2 separate regions of the Canis lupus genome follow, and region 1 is linked to region 2. The links are chromatin contacts, called in public Hi-C maps. All regions are on one chromosome and are shown on one strand. The core of a region is the stretch at or near the end of the contact, and the rest is flanking DNA. Distances in the headings are between cores, read along the strand shown. Region 1 holds the start of TOR2A (prosalusin). Region 2 holds the start of ST6GALNAC4 (alpha-N-acetyl-neuraminyl-2,3-beta-galactosyl-1,3-N-acetyl-galactosaminide alpha-2,6-sialyltransferase).

What was found. Hi-C and Micro-C count contacts between places; a contact is called where the count stands out from the background.
Region 1: a Hi-C map of blood shows a contact between it and region 2, with 5 times the contacts expected there. The contact joins the promoter of TOR2A here to the promoter of ST6GALNAC4 in region 2. A contact is called at or near these places in 3 of 9 Hi-C or Micro-C datasets (amygdala and blood).

The regions. Positions count from the first base shown.
Region 1 is chr9:55,743,758-55,748,986 of UU_Cfam_GSD_1.0, reverse strand. It overlaps TOR2A (prosalusin), which reads right to left and starts at 3,283. Exons shown (of 4, transcript XM_038549287.1): 1 at 2,935-3,283; 2 at 2,107-2,372; 3 at 843-1,018. The coding sequence starts at 3,091. SH2D3C (SH2 domain-containing protein 3C) reads right to left here. Exons shown (of 12, transcript XM_038549278.1): 12 at 4,614-5,171. The coding sequence ends at 4,996.
Region 2 is chr9:55,589,731-55,595,196 of UU_Cfam_GSD_1.0, reverse strand. ST6GALNAC4 (alpha-N-acetyl-neuraminyl-2,3-beta-galactosyl-1,3-N-acetyl-galactosaminide alpha-2,6-sialyltransferase) reads right to left here and starts at 3,145. Exons shown (of 6, transcript XM_038549249.1): 1 at 2,989-3,145; 2 at 2,462-2,548; 3 at 1,132-1,317. The coding sequence starts at 2,473.

The sequences.
Region 1 (5,229 bases), core at 2,034-4,533, 150 kb before region 2:
CCAGGGTGGGCCTCCCCAGCTGAACTCACGGTGTGGGTTGTCCAGCACAGCCTGGGAAATGACCAGCTCCAGCTCCTGCAGGCGGATCTCCTCCCGATCCCGGCGGCTGCGCCACGCCTCCAGTACCACCTGGTTGATCTGCTCACCGCCAGTGTTGCTGAAACCCATGGGGGGACGCAGGCCATGGCTCAGACCGTGGTGGCGGGGCAGGATTTGGCTCTTACTTCCCATGTGCCACCCAACGTGACATGAGCCTGGAGACCCAGTTCAGCAGGAGCCAAATCCACTGAAAACACCCCATAGGAACCACTTCCCCTCTCCAGAGATTTTGTCTACCATGTGATGCCTGGAGATTCATCTGGATGTGCCATGCACTTTAAAGTTTACAAAACACTTTTGGGTCCCTTAACTGACTTTCCCTCCCCCAGCCTCTAAGAGGACAGTGGGGTATTAATAATCCTGCTGTGTGGAAGAGGAGATGGGAGTTCAGAGAGGTGAAGAGATTTGCCCAAGAAAACATGGCTAGAACTCTTAGAGGTGGGACTAGAATTCAAGTCCTATTTTCCCCAGGTCTATGTCTCCTGGCCACAAAGGAGGGAAAACACTTAGCCTGGCAGGGCTTCCACAAAGAAACAGTGAGGATCCCAAAGACTGAGCCCAGAGTGAGCTTTGAGATTGTCAAATCTGAATATACAGTGTCACAGCCAGAGTTTAAGGGGCTTTGGGAAACACCAACTGGGCCCCAGGGGAAAGGTACTCTGGTATGGGACCATAGGCCAAGACTGGATAGCTGAGACCTTGGACAAATATCCCCCATCATGCTGCTGCAAAGCTGGGCCCACCTGATGAAGATGAAGATAGCTTTGCGATAGTTGGTCCCGAACACAACCCAGGAGGAGCCCAGGAAAGGTCGCAGGACTTCCATCAGGCCTGGGGCCAGCTTGTCCATCTCGTCAAAGAGGAACAGGGAGCGGCTGCAGGCTGTGAGGTTCCCCTGGACCCAGCTCTTAAGCTCCTTCTGCAGGGAAGAGGCAGGAGTTTGAGGGCACCTGGAGAGACTTCTTCCCAAGGTAAGAACCCCCTTTCCCAGGAAGGTCTGGTCTCCCAGAGAGAACTAACCCTTTCGTGGGGCTGGTGGCCAAACTGTGGCCCTAAGGGGTCAGAGACTCGTTCAAGTCCACACACACAGCAGGTCAGCAAGCAAACAGACTCAAACCCAGGCCTCACATTTGCCTGTTCAGGACTCCCTTCTCGGGATCCCTGGGTGGCACAGCGGTTTGGCACCTGCCTTTGGCCCGGGGCGCGATCCTGGAGACCCGGGATCGAATCCCATGTCGGGCTCCCTGCATGGAGCCTGCTTCTCCCTCTGCCTGTGTCTCTGCTTCTCTGTCTCTCTCTGTGTGGCTATCATGAATAAATAAATAAAATCTTTAAAAAAAAAAAAAAACAAAACAAAAAAAAAGAAGGACTCCCTTCTCTGGGCAGCCCTGGTGGCGCAGCGGTTTAGCACCGCCTGCAGCCCGGGGTGTGATCCTGGAGACCCAGGATCGAGTCCCACATCGGGCTTCCTGCATGGAGCCTGCTTCTCCCTCTGCCTGTGTCTCTGCCTCTCTCACGCTCTCTCTGAATGAATAAATAAATAAATCTTTAAAAAAAAAAAAAAAAAAGGACTCCCTTCTCTGATATCTCCTACTTTCCATAACAGAGGAAGGTTCCTTTATGCTTCCTGAACCTTCTCAATAATGTTGACAGCTGACAAAGACCAGCCTGGAAAGTACCCTGCAATCAACAACAATGATAGTAATAAGAGCTACTATTTGCTGGATGCTTGCTTTGAGCCTCAAATTGGGACCATACTTTACAGAAAGAAGGTAATGCAGACAGGCAAAGGTAAATGCTCAATACATAACACCTGCAACTATATAATCTCATGTCCTTTGTCCATCTCAAGCTCTGTTCATGATGGGTCCTGAGGCCTGAGGCTCCAACTGGGTGTGTGACCTGGAGCAAGTGACTCTCCCTCTCTGGACTTGGGACTCATTCACTCCCTAAGATCTGGCACCCCCACATGCAGGTGAACGGTGGTCCAGGATGCCACCAGCCTACCTTGTAGCGCTCCAGGTGGCTGGCGTGAGGGAAGTGGATGACGGGGGAGAAGTGGTGTACGTGGGGGCTGTGGAGGCCACCCCGGAAGAGGTAGTGAGCCAGCAGGGAGCTGATATAGGACTTGCCGGTGCCTGTCCAGCCATGCAGGGAGAGGACCAGTGGCTTGGTAGGTGCTGGGTCCTGCACGAAGGCCTTCAGTGCCTTCACTACCAGTGCCTTGGCCAAGTGCTGGCCGGCCAGGTGCTGGGCCAGGTCACACTCCAGACCTAGGGCCACAAGAAGGGCAGTATCAGAGCTGAAGACCCACCACTGGCACCGAAGGGGGTGGGGAGGAGTCACGTCTGAAACCTGGCCTAGGGATCCCTGTGTTCTGGGACATTTTTGCAAACTGTCTTCGGATAGGGAAGGGGGCCCTTGGGGTCTCCGGCTGCAGCAGCCACCCTCAGACCTGGCAGCGCCCCCACCAGCTGGCCCCTTGCACTGCGCTCAGCTATAAGTGGTGGAGAGCTGTCAACGGGGTCGACCCAAGCCTCCTCCCCATGCCCTGACGGCCAGTCCATTGTGGAGGCCCAATCCTGCCCGCAAGGCCCTCTCCATCCTGACAGGGTTCTGCCTGGACTCCAAACAGGCTTCCCCAAACCGTCGCCCCCCGTCCGCTGCTCCAGGCTCTCGGTCCTTCAAGCCGGGCCCACTTCCGGCCCGTGCCGCCCGGAGGCCTGCGGGTCCCGCCCCTCGGTTCTGCCCTCGGGGTGGCCCGGGCGCAACCCCACAGTCCGAGGGCTCCCCGCTCAGCCGGCCCCTCTGCCCCGGGCTCCTGCGGCCCCTCACCCTCAAAGTCGGGCTGGAAGTCACATTCGCAGAAGGCGCCGAAGTGGCAATGCAGCGAAGTCAGATCCCAGGCGGCGGCGGCGGCCGCGGCCGACACCAGCCCCAGCAACCCGAGGAGCGAGCCCCAGGGCCTGCAGCCGAGACTCGCAGCCGCCATACGGATGAGGCGGGAGCCGGGTGTGGGCCAACCGCCCCTCCCTAGGACCACAACTCCCGGCGTGCATCTCTCCTCGACAGCCACCTTCCGTAGCCTACAATTCCCGGCTTCCCCCAGAAAGGCCCGAGCCGTCACCCCGCCGCAGGACCGGAAGGCAGCCTCTAGGGGGAGTCCGCGAGCCGTCCTAATGCAGCCGGCGGGCCGCGTTTCCTTGGCCACCGTAACTAGGCGACTATAATAGCGCCAAAAGAATAATGAAGGATTATGACCACCGAAGGTGCCATGACAATTGTAGCAAAAAGTTATGCGGCACCTTAAACCTTGCAAAGCGCCTTTTCCGTGCTCTCTTTTTCTATATGATAACAGAGCGCTCAGTAATACAGCTTTTGGTGAGCACCTACTATGTGCGGTTAGTGTTAGGTGCCTTAGATGTCTTCTGATAGCTTTACCCGCCGTACAGAGAAATGATATTTCAATGAGGTACAGCACGTCAAGAGTTTCGACTCGGAAAGTAATCAATAAATAATTATTGGCAATCCATTATGTATGATATACGGCAGTCCCCTACCCAGCAGCTACTATTCCCTAGTGCTTTAACATCAATCCTAAGGAACCGATTTTGTTATTGTCCTCATTTTATTGAGGAGGAAATTGGGATCCAAGGGGTTAAGCCTCTTGTCCAAGGCCACCCAGCTAGTGAATAATAGAACTGAACCCAAGTCAGGATGCTGCCAAAGATCTAATGCACTGTTATCCAGCCTCTCTCCTTCAGAGGACAGCTCATACTCAGTAAACAGGCTCCCCAGGTATCCAGCCCGGAGGGGAATCGTGTTGATCCACATTGCCCACCTCTCCTACCCATGGAATCCAGACAACCGCCTTCATGACCTTTCTTAGAGATTCCCTGACCTACCCACCTACACACACACACACACACACACACACACACACACAGCCTTCCAAGGCCCTTCCTCTCTCTCTCTCTCTCTCTCTCTCTCACACACACACACACACACACACACACCTTCTAAGGCCCTTTCAGAGCCTGAAAAGAAATAAGTAGTTTCCTCTATTGAGAAAAGGAAAGAACTCCGGATCAGGACACCCTGGTGCCAGCCGTCCTCATTCTGTTGCTGTGATGCTGGGAGGGCCCCTTCTCCCCCCAGTTCTGTTTTTCAGGGTAGAGGTGAAATCGTAAATTTCAACAAGCCCTTCCACCCCAAACATCTGGAATGCTTGGTTGTGCATTTGTGGGAAACTTTGCTAGGCTTCCCAAAGCAGGACATGGGGTGAGAATAGGGGCCCTGCCAGGATTTCTCCCCTTGCTTGGAATTGGCTGGTTCTTTCCCCCACTGGTCTGCAAGCTCCTTCAGGACTGGGACTGTGTTTCCGTATTGGCAGTTCCTGGTAGAATCTGGAACATACCAGGTGCTAAATAAGTATTTACTGTTGAATTTTTCCACCTTTCACCTGAGAGAAGAGACGCTTTGTTCCACCCCCTGGGGCCCCTGAGAGACAGAAGAAAGAGTCATAAAAGTTTATTATATGAAAGAAAGAACATGGCCTCTGTACATCTATTTACAGAACAGACAGACATATTTACAACCAGGTGGAGGCCTTGGTGTCCGTTGAGGGCAGACGCCCAAAGAAAGAGGAGGTGTGAGGAAGCCTCCCATGGCTCGGACACGGGGCACCTCAGCAGGAAGGGGAGAAGCAAAAGCTGGAGGGAGGAACAGGGTTTTGGTGCTTCCTGAAGGGAGACTTGGTGGGCATATAGTAGGTGGGATGGAGCCCGGGGTCCATGCAGGACCCTGGAGGTGCAAGGGAGATCCTGGTTTGGGCCGAGAACATTCTCGAGCTGATCACAGTGTCTCTGGGGTGCTCTGGGGAGAGGTCCACGGGGGTCACAGCTCGCTGGAGCGGACAGCAGGCTCCAGTTTGTGGGACAGGGCTGTGAGAACCTTGTCAAACTTCTCATAGCGCCGGGCCTGGTTGCTGCTGGCGCCCTGGCTGCCCCAGAGGAGGCGCATCTGGAACTCTGTGCTGAACACCTCCAGAAGCTCTGGCCGGGCCTGGAACCCTACAAGACAGGGCACAGGGGTCAGGGGACTACCATCCCCAACACATATCTCAGGGTC
Region 2 (5,466 bases), core at 1,896-4,395:
GTCCCTGGTTTTGCATCTTGATCAAATATTTATACGGCACCTGTTGTGACCACTGTCCAAGGATCACCCAATTCAATCTGCCCGGCAACACTATCAAGGTAGAAACCACAAGATGGTCTCTTACTGGAGCACCTGGGTGGCTCAGTGTTTGAGCATCTGCCTTTGGCTCAGGTTGTGATCCTGGGGTCCTGGGACCCAGTCTCACATCGGGCTCCCCTTAGGGAGCCTTCTTCTCCCTCTGCCTATGATTCTGTCTCTCTGTGTCTCTCATGAATAAATGAATATAATTTTTTTTTTTTTTTAAAAGATAGTCTCTTACTGATGAGGAGGCAACCGAGACTCAGAGAAATTAAGATCCAAAATACGTCTCCTCTAAGCCAGGGTCCCTGAACATGCCTCCCTCTGACCTGTGGAGCTTTCTACCCTGGGTATCAGTGTGGGATGCTTCTAAGAAAGCTACCCTGAAGGGGGGGGGGGGGCACTAAAATCAAGGTGAAGGGTGTGAAGTACTCCAAACCACACTTGGCAGACAAGCATAGGGAGGCAGGCATCATGGGGCAGAGGCCACAGCTGCCTTGTCACCTCTGAGCCCCAGGGTCCCTGTGTCCCCCTAAGAGGGAGAGCTCTGGGGTTGACATGACTTTTCTCTCTCATCTCTACCCCCAGCAGCCATCAGCAAAAGGCAGGGCACATCCAAAGCACCAAAGACACACCCGCTGAATGAGTAGATTATGTGTATACATAGTTAATTCTAAAGATACATAGAATGAGGCACAGACCCCCACAATGTGATGGTGTCTGTCACCCACACTGGACTAGGAGCTTCAGATGGCCAGCCACCCTGGCTGACTCACCTTTTTCTTACTTCCAGCACCCAGCTGAGAACAGCCAGGCAAGATCTGTTGAATTAAAAACAAAACAAAACAAAAAAAAACCCAAACCACTTCCTCTTAGAACTTGGTGCTCACGGAGGTGAAGTAGCTGCTCAGTGTCACACAGCTGGAGCAAAGGAGCCAAGCCTCGGGTCCCGGCTGGCCTTGCATGAGCCTGGTTCTCACCTATGCCCAGAAGGTTGGGGGCACCCTGGCAGCTGTGGCTGCCATGTCGCGCCATGTCGTCTGGCCAGCTCACCTTCCCATCTGGCACGCTGCTATATCCACTGAAGTGCAGGGGCCCTGGCACAGTGGGCCTGGAGTGGGTGGACAGGTGGGGGTCCAGGCAGGAGGCCGGGCAGAAGGGCAGGCAGGCCCAGCAGCACAGCAGGATGTAGGCAGCAGAGAAGCCCAGGGAGCACAGGATGATGAGCAGGAGCCGGCCCTGGGGGAAACCATGGTCAGGGTGTGTAGGTGTGGGTCTTTGGGGCTCCTAGAAGTTCGTGCTGGCTGCTGTACTCCAGCCTCATGGGTCCAAACCACAGCTCAGTAGCCTCCAGAACAAGAGCACACCCCGCGATCTCTGTTAAGCAGGGTTTCCCCTGTCCCCTCCCCTAGCTGCTCAGTGACCAGTCCCTAGCTGATGATCCTGATCTGGGTCAGCGGCCAGGAAGCGAGTGAAATCTCACTCAAGGAATGTTTCAGTCATTGAAAGTTGCCACTCAGAGGCCCCCATCTCCCGAGAACATGTGCCAGAGGCAATGTGAACCAGGAAGCCCTCCTGGCCCCTTGGCTCTGCTGGCCAATTTAGTGACCAAGGCTTCAAGGAAGGGCCACCACATAGATGGCACAACCCGGGGCTATTATCACGTGCTGGGCCACCCCAGTCACCATCTGTGTCTCTTTGGGCTCTAATATTCTCCCAGCCTGACCAAGGCACAGGTTTCTCAGCTGCCCCTCAGAATCCACTTAGAAGCTACGGGTGCTCTGAAAATCGGAGGTGGGAAAGCAGCCTCCTCCACTCCCCCCCAGGCAGATCCTACCAGAGGCCCACCCTTTTCTGCCCACAAGCCACATCAGCTTCTAAAAATAAATCTCCCAGTGGCCAGCTGTGTGGGGGAGGGGGTTCAGTCCCTGAGGCCTCAGGCTCTGCCTGGCACCTGGTCCTCTGCTCACAAAGGACCCAGAGACCTGAATTCAGGCAGTGGTAGTGGACTCCCCCCAACACCCGGGGCCCCTCTCCCACAACCAGGGGCTTCTGAATAGTCAAGAGCAGCTAAACAGAACTTTCACACCATATCCCCCTTCCAGGTGGGTGCCGCACCTGGGTCACCCCTGGGGATGCTTACAGGGGGTAGTACTATTATCTCCATATTACAGGGGAGTCTGGCAAGGCACTGAAACCTGAGAGGGAACACACTTGCCAGAAGCCACACTGCCCACCAGACCAGATCAGCAGGGTTTTGAGGCCAGTCTGCCCTTCTCAGCCAGGAGTAGTGGGTCAGAAGTGAGTCAGTCCTGGGGTGGGAGAGGTTATGAGGCTGCTGTGCCGGAAGTTCCCCAAGAGCCTTCCTCCTTTCACCACTTACCGGGGCCTTCATGCTGTTGCCGCTGCTCAGCAGCCAGGGGGCTGCCGTCTCCAGGCCTCACGCTGGGAAGGGGTGGGGGCCAGGCACCTGCCAAGATCCAGAAACTCAGAGCTGGGTCCTGGGCCTCTGAGGAAATGGCCCAGGGAAACTGAGGCAGTGGAGGGTATGGGCCGGGGTCTAGGCAGATGACTTCCAGGAATCAAACTCCTTAAAGGCCGCAAACAACGGACAGCGTTGTCCTCATCCTAAAGGAGCTGGTGTCAGGTGACCTTTGGGAAACCTCCCACCAACCCAATCCCCATTGTGCAGATGGGGAAGGAGAGGCAGGGAGGGGGAGCCCTCGGCTCAAGGTCACCCATCGAGTCCGGGTCAGCGAGAACCAGGAGCCAGAAGCCCCGACTGCCACTCCATCCCTCCTACCTCCCTACAGGCGAGATGAACGGAGAGGCCTGGGGCAGGATAAGACGAGGGCTTTCCACCCCTCTTCTCCCCGATTCCACGGCCCCCTCCCCCGGCCAGGCGCTAACCAGGCGGACGCGCTGGGGCGCTCCGGCTGCTCTCGATCCGCTGCTCGGAGCTCCATGGCCCGCAACCCGGGCGGGCCAGGCTGGAAGCCGGAGCCCCGGGGCGGAGGCGGCACCGCGGCCGCGGCTGCTGGAGGCCGGACACCGAACGTGCGCCGGCGGCAGCGGAGGCGGGGTCTGCGGGGACGGGGCGGGGCCCGGCGCGCTGGGGGCGGGGCCCGGGCGACGGGGGCGGGACCTACGAGCACCGCCTGCGCGGCGGGGGAGGGGAGTGCGGGGCCGGGGGCGGGGCCTGCGGGCGGGGCCTGCGGGCGGGGCGGAGGCGGGGCCTGTGGGCGGGGCGGAGGCGGGGCCTGCGGGCGGGGGCGGGGCGGGGCGCCCGCAGCTCCTCAGCTCAGCCCTCCCAGGCTTTTCTATTTCTCCCGAGCTCCGGCTCCCGCTCCGGCTCCGGCTCCGGCTCCGGCGGGGGATCGCATGGGCAGCGCGCGGAGCAAAAGGACCGAGGGGATGTGGGAGCCGCGGCGCGATGGCTGCCTAGCCTTCCGGACTCGACTTTCTCCATTTCTGAAATCGGGGGGGTAGGAAAATTAAACAGGGGCTTGGGGTCAGGCAGCCCTGGGGTTCAAGCTGCTAGGGTCGCCAGGTTTAGCCAGTAAAATACAGGACGCTCGGTTATATTGGAATTTCAGATAAACAATGAATAATTATGTTAAAGATCTGACATTCCAGTGTAACTGGGCATTCTGTATTTTCTCTGGCCGTGTGACCTCCACCTTAGCCTCAGGTTTTCTCCTCCATGAAGTGGTGATAGATAATAGGGAGGCCTGGGTGGCTCAGCGGTTGAGCGTCTGCCTTCTGCTCAGGGCGTGACCTCCGAGTCCCGGAATCGAGTCCCACATCGGGCTCCCTGCATGGAGCCTGCTTCTCCCTCTGCCTGTGTCTCTGCTTCTGTGTGTGTGTGTGTGTGTGTGTGTGTGTGTCATGAATAAATAAAATGAATAAAATATTTTTTTAAAAAGTGATAATAACAGCACCTACCTGCCAGTGAGGTGGTGCAGGGCAGCTGTGGTACAGTCAGGACTCCAACCCTGGGCCATGTACTTTCTTGCCTCTTAACCCTTCCCCTTCCCAAGTGTCCTCCAAACCTCAACCAACTCAGTCTTGTACCTCCTGCAGATGCTGAAATGTGTCCCATTTGAAGGCTCAAGGGACGCCTGGGTGGCTCAGCGGTTGAGCATCTGCCTTTAGCTCAGGGTATGATCCTGGGGTCTGGGATCAAGTCCCGCATCAGGCTCCCTGCATGCAGCCTACTTCTCCCTCTGCCTATGCCTCTGCTTCTCTCTCTCTGTGTCTCATGAATGAATAAATAAAATATTTTTTTAAAAAATGAAGGCTCAACTGGGGTCCCCTGGGGAGTCCAAATTCAAATGCCTTCAGAGGCCAGAAAGGGTTGAAAGAACAGATAGAGGGCAATAGGGAGGAGTGGGCCTGTGGTGAAGTGGAGGGCATGCTTCTCACCTAAAATGTTTTTTATAAAATGTTTTCTGGGCCAGAAAGCTCATCTGACCACCTCTATCACACCTCCCTCTGCAGGGCCTCTCCCTGGGATCCAGGCTAGGTTTCTGCTCAGACCCCATTTCATTTTTTTTATTTAAAGATTTTTAATTTTTACTTATTCGTGAGAGACACAGAGAGGGAGAGAAGCAGAAACACAGGCAGAAGGAGAAGCAGGCTCCACGCAGGGAGCGCGATGTGGGACTCCACCCCGGGACCCCAGGATCATGCCCTGGGCCGAAGGCAGGCGCCAAACCGCTGAGCCACCCAGGGATCCCCCCATTTCATTTTTTAAAAAAGATTTTATTATTTATTCATGAGAGACACAGAGAGAGAGGCAGAGGGAGAAGCAGGCTCCATGCAAGGAACCCGATGCAAGACTCAATCCCAGGTGTCCAGGATCACGCTCTGGGCTGAAGGCAGGTGCTAAACCACTGAGCCACCCAGGCATCTCTCAGACCCCATTTCAAATTCCATTTGCCTTTTCCTCAATGCCTCTGGTGTGGGCACAATGCCAAGGTATCATGTTTGGGTATCTGCACCAAGATCAGCAAACTCCCAAGTCTACCTAGGTTGCTCCAGTGCAAAGCCAAGTCCCCCATGCCTATCCCCATCCTATGGTGGGGGTAGGGGGCTGAAGCAGCCCTGCCCCAAGCCTCTTTTGAGCACAGGCCTACCTTGTCTCTCCCCCAAAGCTTGGGCACAGCTCAAGGGTAGTGGTTCAAGTTCCATCTCTCTCTGTGGTCTCCTCTTTACTCCAGGTCAGGCACACAGTGGGTCCCCAAAGCCAGAACCCTTCTGCCCCCAACCCCAAGTCCTCATCCTTCAAGTTTCTCTCCTCAGAGACCCAACCCCAAGGGGACAATGGTGAGAAATCCCCTACAGATTCATTCATCACCCACAATGGTTGGTGAAGTGATATTTGTT